2 separate regions of the Mus musculus genome follow, and region 1 is linked to region 2. Evidence: chromatin contacts called from public promoter capture Hi-C data. All regions are on one chromosome and are shown on one strand. The core of a region is the stretch at or near the end of the contact, and the rest is flanking DNA. Distances in the headings are between cores, read along the strand shown.

Region 1 (3,262 bases), core at 279-2,778, 140 kb before region 2:
CTGAGCAGAAAGAGAGGCTGTCAGTCGTTGTCCCTGGGCAGCTGGTCAAGTTTTCCCGTAGCTGCCATCCAAATTAGGCTCTAGTCAACTGGAAGAACTTCCCTTGAGGTTGAACATGTCCTCAGTTCTGGGTTGGGGAGCAGCGGCAAGGGAGGGGGCTGGTCTCATGACATGTTCCAAGGGTCTTGGATAAAGTGGCCCTACCCTCCAGCTGACCCAGGCGCCTTCCCTCCTAGTCCGGCTCTCCAAGGACAGATCCACCCTGCAGGTGCTGGATGCAGCCACAGGGACCTGGGCCTCAGTCTGTTTCGACAACTTCACAGAAGCACTGGCCAAGACAGCCTGCAGACAGATGGGCTATGACAGGTACTCAATCGGGGCCATAGGAAGCTGTCACCTCACGCCAGCAACCTCTCTGCCTGCCGTCCTTCCTTCCTTCCTTCCTTCCATCCTTCCTTCCTTTGTGCCTGCCTGCCTCTCTTCTTCCTTCCCTCCCTCCCTCCTTTATTTCCTATTTCCTTTCCCTAAAAACACAGACACAGGATTTATAAAGAACCACGTTTGAATCCCAGCACTTTCATTAACAAAGAGCATAGAGATAATTCCCCAGCGTCAGTTTCCTCAGAGTTACTAATGTCAATCTTATAAGAGTTTTCTTTTCTCCCCAACTTCCTCTCCTTTGCCCTTTCGTGAGAAGTCTTCCCCAACCATAACACACACAAAAAACATTTCATATGCAAAGTCATCTAGGTTAAAATTTAGCAGGCAGGAAGGCTGGGGGTGTAGCTCTGGGGGTAGAGCACTTACCTAGCACGTGCAAAGCCCTGAGTTCTGTTCTCTGCACTTGAAAACAAAAATAGCAAGGACTAGCCTGGTTCTGTTGGGGCCATCACCAGAGGCCCAGTTCTCTCATGGAAGTGCGAAGCAGGAGTGGTAGGAAGGTATGTGAAGGGTAATTAGCATTACATATAGTTATATTCATTTGATCTTGGCAGACAGCTCAAAGCATGGTTATTATTAAATCTGTGTTAGAAGCGGGCTCTCAGAGAAGAAGCAGCTTGCTCAGGCAGAAGCTGGGAGGTAGAGGTTAGAATCTGTACCTGCTTTAACCCATTCCTGGACACCATGAGTTCTCATAGTGGTCTGTTTGTACATCGAATTCTCTCTACTCACAAGGCTTCACCAGCGAAGGAAAGGAGAGTGAGAATTGATCCCTCGAGGAGCCTACCTGAAAGGAGCCCAGGTGATCTGCTGCAGGCAGGGGTCACACTCTCCCTAGCAGTCTGCCTCAGACAGACATTGCCTGTCGATCACAGTTCTCCCCATAGATCCCTAAAGCAGCCTCAAGGTTTTGTACAGTAGATGTTCTGGGCAGCCAGAATGAATCCATATGACCTCTGTCCCTCTGACCCTTCTTTGTAAAGGTCCTGCTCTCTTCCCTCCAGAGGAGGAGAACTCCCAGCACTGTCTAGAAAAGGGACACCTGTCACCTCATTTCCAAGGACAGCATGCCCAGTACCTGCTGTCCTCTACTTCCCCTGCAGCCATCCCCTCCCCCACTGCAGTCCAGCCCACTGCAGCGTCAGCTGGACCAGATGCAGCAGGCTGTCTCAGTTATGAAACCCGGAGTTTCCTGAGGTTCTTAAAGTGGTAGACTCCCAGATTTCCTACACTTCTAGAAAGCACTGAAGCACCAGTCAGCACCACTTGGCCTCTTTCTTCAGCTCTAGGATATCAAAGTTCATTACATCACTGCCCAGGTTAGCTTTGCTGGGCGTGTTTACTGACAGCCTCCTCTCTCCTTCTGGGTCAGAACTCTCTGCTCAAATCTCTCTGCTTTCTTTCCTACCTGGATTGGAAGGAAACTTTTCTGACCTAGGAATGCAAAGCCATAGGTGGTCCAGTGTAGGAGTCAGGGACCACCTGGCTCATGCATCATTTTATGGAGAAAATTGGGACTTGGGGAGACACATAGGACAAACATGACTTGCCCATGGTCACACACCAAACTGGTGTCAAATCCGGCATATTGGAACTTAAGTCTTGGGAGCTCTGTAGACAGACTCTGGTCATCCCAGCTCCAGCACCTAGTTCATCAAGAAAGTGTTTGCAGTCCTATCTGAGTGTGGACTAGCCAGCCAGGGACATGAATTGACCCCAGATATCTATGCAAAGCTTGACCTGAGAGGACAGACTGGAGAAGAAGGGGGAAATCCAAAAGACGAAAATTTAGTGAAGAAAGAGCCAGAGAACAGAATAGTTAAGGAAGGCTTCCTGGAGGAGGAAGACTTGAATATGGAGTTTGAAAGAAGACAAACATGGATTAGCAGAAAGGAAGGGAGAGGGCGGTCCAAGTTTCAGGAAGTTCCATCCAGACTCTTATAAGAATTGATCCAGGCTTCTCCTGTCTCCAGGCCCCTTATATGGAAAACCAAATGTCCACACTCCAGTTCCCTCTGTGCTGAGACAGGAGTTCATCTGGGTCCCCTTGCTTCTTTGCTCCTGCTGATGTGACCCTAACGAGATACTGGGACATCTGAGACAGGGACAGAGCTGGGTGTGAGGAAAGCAGGCCCCTAGTCCTCTGCAGAGCTCCACTTCTGGGCCAGGAGTCCCTGCCCAGGAAAGCGAGGCCACGGCAGCCTGCCTTGATGTGGGGACTATTCCTGCTATCCAGCAAAGCCAGCCAGCCGTGCCCCACTAACCTGTGCCCCCTCCTCTGGGAGCAGGGGCTCTTTCTGCCATGTAATTCATCCTCTGCCCCAGCTCACAGTTCACTCTTCCTACCACAGCCAGCCCGCTTTCAGAGCAGTGGAGATCCGTCCAGATCAGAACCTCCCTGTTGCTCAAGTCACAGGAAACAGCCAGGAACTTCAGGTGCAGAATGGAAGCAGGTAAGCAAGAGGGGACATTCTGACCTGCAGAGGCTAACTAACACTGGGAAGTGGCTCAAGGTTGCAGCAGGGGAACACGAGCCAGACAACGGGAAGAACTAGCCAAGCAGCTCATTAAATGTCCAGGGTTTTGGGATTCCACGTTCAGGCTCAGGGGTATTTTCTGTCTGCCTTTTTCTTTAATACAGCATGCATTGTCCTGCTCAAAGGCAGAGCAATGAACAGTGACCTTCTCTCTCCCTGAACTGTCAAGATTCATGCCTTCCACAGCTCCTTCATGTTCCCTAGTGAGTTACCTGGTAGGCAAGAGCCTAAAAGTAGCTTTGTACTTTTCCATCACTTCCCCAGGCCAAAGCACCACCTTCTAA
Region 2 (3,207 bases), core at 165-2,664:
TTGACTGCCTCCAGGGCCCCGGAGGTGTAAATTTCCACAGCTTCTGTAGGACAAAGGGCTGCAATGGAGGGAAGGAAGAGGTTAACAGTGGTGTATCATTGAGAAAAAAACGCTGACACTTTCCAAGTAAGCCAACCTTCAAATTCACTTCACCAGGAGTCTACATACTCCTGCCTGCACACAGCTTTGACCCTCCCATCCCGAGGGCCAATTAGAGGTAAAACTACCTGGTGTTCTCACTTTCTTCACAGCCTTACCGCACCAATTTCAGAACTATAACCAGAAACTACAAACATCAGCAAAGGAGATGGAAAGAAGAAACAAAAATCCAAACGTTGGTCAGACGTGGCGTATTACGATCAAGCAACACAGTATGTTTTTTTGTTTTGTTTTGTTTTGTGGAAAAAAGAAGTCTCCAAGCAGGGAAGTTTTCCTACATGTAGACTTGGGGCTGCTGCTAGCCTGCAGGTCAATCCACCCCAGCAGTTGCGCTTGCCTGCACCCCTGGAAGCCTTACACCACGTGGCTTATTTACAAGTCTGGTACGTGCATTGGTTGGGACAGCTTCAAAACCACAGCGGGACTCTCGCTCTGACAATCCAGGTTTGCTCTCTGGTGCTGCAGGGAGTCGCAGACAAAATCCTCCCACGGAAATCCAAGGGCCAAATCTAGCCAGCAGCCCGAGGTTGAGAGCAGCCACACAAAGATGGTGTGTAACCTGAGATCAGAAAGCCCTCTGTGTGCCTCAATCACGGGCGGCCAAACACACCTAAACCTGTTTGCCCAAAGTACTGCCCCAAAGCAACCCACCGAACTGAAGTTTCGGCGAAGTCTGGACTAGAACGAATTGCAGTTGGGGCACGATCTCCCAACGGAGCCCTTGAGATTTCTTCAAGCCATGAGCTCTGTCTTTACAGAATGGGCGGCAATGGTAGAAAATCCTAGAAGCCCGCCAGTTCTTACCTGTGAGCTGTAAACTCAGGAGAAGTGGAAGCACAAGCGCGGGGCTCTTGCCATACATCAGGGAAAGCCAGTCGTGGCCCCAGAGGCCAAACCCGGCAGACCCAGGACTCCAGCACCCAACCAAGGCCAAGGCTAGGACGAGCAGGCGGCACAGTTTACCCACGGAGAGGTCCGAGTCCCTCACCTATGGGAAGGCGCACAGCGGAGCCAACCAGTCGTGACTCATCCCGCCCCGGCCGGTACAGCTCTGGAATGAAAGGTGGGGCCTCCGCACCCAGCGCCCTCCTCCTGATTCTCCCTCCCGCCCCTCTCCACACTCCAGCCCTCTGCGCAAAGGTCTCAGACTCTGCGGTCCTCTCTTTACTTTTCCGTTCATCTGACCGAGCCCTGGCCTCCGGATGGCCTCACAAGCAGCCAGAGGAGGTGGTGCCAGTTTGAAATGTCCCAGACTGCTCTGAACTTGGCCCACACACACCCTTTTAAAACAGACTTTAGTCTTGCCTAGGAAGTGAACATTGAAAGTTTTGCAGTGATTCCTGTCCTTGGAATCAGCCTAGGGCCTGACTCACCGCACCCATCAGTTCTGGGAATTCCTTGAGACCCTCTGGTGTGAACAGGCTCTCCTGAGACTCAGCAGAAAGAAACCAAGTCTCAATGCTGGTTCCTTTCTCAGCTCAGAGCAACTCCCCTGCTCCTTTCTCCCAGCTTAGGGCAGTTTGCAAAGGACTTTTCTGGGCATCCTTTTCTCTCCACAATCCTATGGAAAGGAATACCATTTTAACAGCGTAAAGAGTAACCTCTTAGAGCCTGGCGGTGGCGGCGCACACCTTTACTCCCAGCACTTGGGAAGCAGAGGCAGGCGAATTTCTGAGTTCTTTCTGAGTTCGAGGCCAGCCTGGTCTACAGAGTGAGTTCCAGGACAGCCAGGGCTACAGAGAGAAACCCTGTACTGGAAGGAAAAAAAAAAAAAACGCTCAGGAGGGAAGCAATTGCCCATAATCTTTGTGTGTTCTATGTTATTGTTTGAGACTGTCTCACCATGTAGCCCAGGCTGGACCTTGAAGTTGGGGAGTCACTGCCCAGCTTTGGCAATACTCAGGACTAAACTCATGACCTTGTACTTACTAAGCAAGTGTTCTGGCACGGAGCTACACCCACAGCCCCATGGGAAGCTTCCTGACTTGCGTGAGTTCCCTGCCCACAAACCAAAAGCCTGATAGGGGTGATCAGTGAACTCTCAAGGAAAAGAAAACCTTTCCTGTGCCCCAGATTTCAACTGCCATTTTGAGGACAGCCACCTATCTGAGAGGCCTGAAACGCGGAGATAAAGGGCTTCATCTGGTAAGAGGCACAACAGCAAGCTGGCAAACAGAGGCAACCAAGACCGAATGCAGTTAAAAAGTGGGTGGAGGCTACGACATAAGTATTGGCACCAAGCCAAGGAGCCTGGCCACCTGAGTCCGGTCTAAGGAACCCACGTGGTAGAAGGAGAGAATCAAACCCTGAAAACTGCCTTTTGACCTACACACACACACACACACACACACACACACACACACACACATACACACACACGCGCGCGCGCGCGCTATGGTGCACATGCACACATGCAACAGAGAGACAGAGACACGGGGTGGGGGAGGGGAGAGGGAGGGAAAGACTAGTTAAAATGTAATTTAAATTTTTAAAGAAGTAAGCTAGATGGGGGATGGGACACTGAATACAATTGAATCGCCCTTATCCCTGGATTAGCTATCTAGAAACTATTCCGTGATCCGTACCACAGTCTTCTATCTGAACCCCGGTAAAAAGGGTGCTGCTAGGAGGGAAGCAAGGGCCAGACTGGGTAGAAAAATAAAGAAACGTCAGGCTAGGGGTCTAGCAGCTCAAGGACAAAGTGAGTACCCAGGACCCTGGGTCCTATCGAGCAGGCGATAAAATAAAAGCATTCCACCCAAAGAGGGGTAAATTACTGACATGAAGGAAAAAGAAAAGTGTGGAGGAGAGATGGAACAAACGGGCAGACACTCGCCCAAACCTACTCATTACTCTGGGGAGCGCAGGGGCTGCCCCAGAGGGAGGTCAGCTGCGTGCTGGCACCAAAGCGCTCCTGTAATGAGTGTCTGGCTCCTTCGCCAGCCTCTAGGACCTAGAGTCTAGGTGATTCTGAGCAGCCCAAACTGAAAATTCTGGGTTGCTGAGTGGCACTTACATGGTGGGCAGATGTAGCCTTCCCTGTAGGTA

Evidence for each region. Promoter capture Hi-C pulls out the DNA fragments that hold promoters and counts their contacts.
Region 1: a promoter capture Hi-C map of liver shows a contact between it and region 2, with 3 times the contacts expected there. The contact joins the enhancer-like site here to the promoter of Mpzl2 in region 2. A contact is called at or near these places in 4 of 39 promoter capture datasets (embryonic stem cells, liver and macrophages), 1 of 484 Hi-C or Micro-C datasets (bone marrow-derived macrophages), 2 of 115 datasets of contacts at active chromatin or transcription factors (bone marrow-derived dendritic cells and microglia) and 3 of 9 other capture datasets (adipose tissue, liver and macrophages).

What each region holds. Positions count from the first base shown.
Region 1 is chr9:45,180,282-45,183,543 of GRCm38.p6, reverse strand. It overlaps Tmprss4 (transmembrane protease, serine 4), which reads left to right. Exons shown (of 13, transcript NM_145403.3): 5 at 237-366; 6 at 2,793-2,894. Among named protein-coding and RNA genes, the nearest start is that of Gm39327, 13 kb to the right of the region's middle. Within about 2 kb of position 1,528, at least 39 of the 459 cell types and tissues checked have an H3K27ac peak or open chromatin away from gene starts, as enhancers often do. A contact at or near this core is called in adipose tissue, bone marrow-derived macrophages and liver, where this site is marked.
Region 2 is chr9:45,040,551-45,043,757 of GRCm38.p6, reverse strand. Mpzl2 (myelin protein zero-like 2) reads right to left here and starts at 1,414. Exons shown (of 6, transcript NM_007962.4): 1 at 964-1,414; 2 at 1-58. The coding sequence starts at 1,021.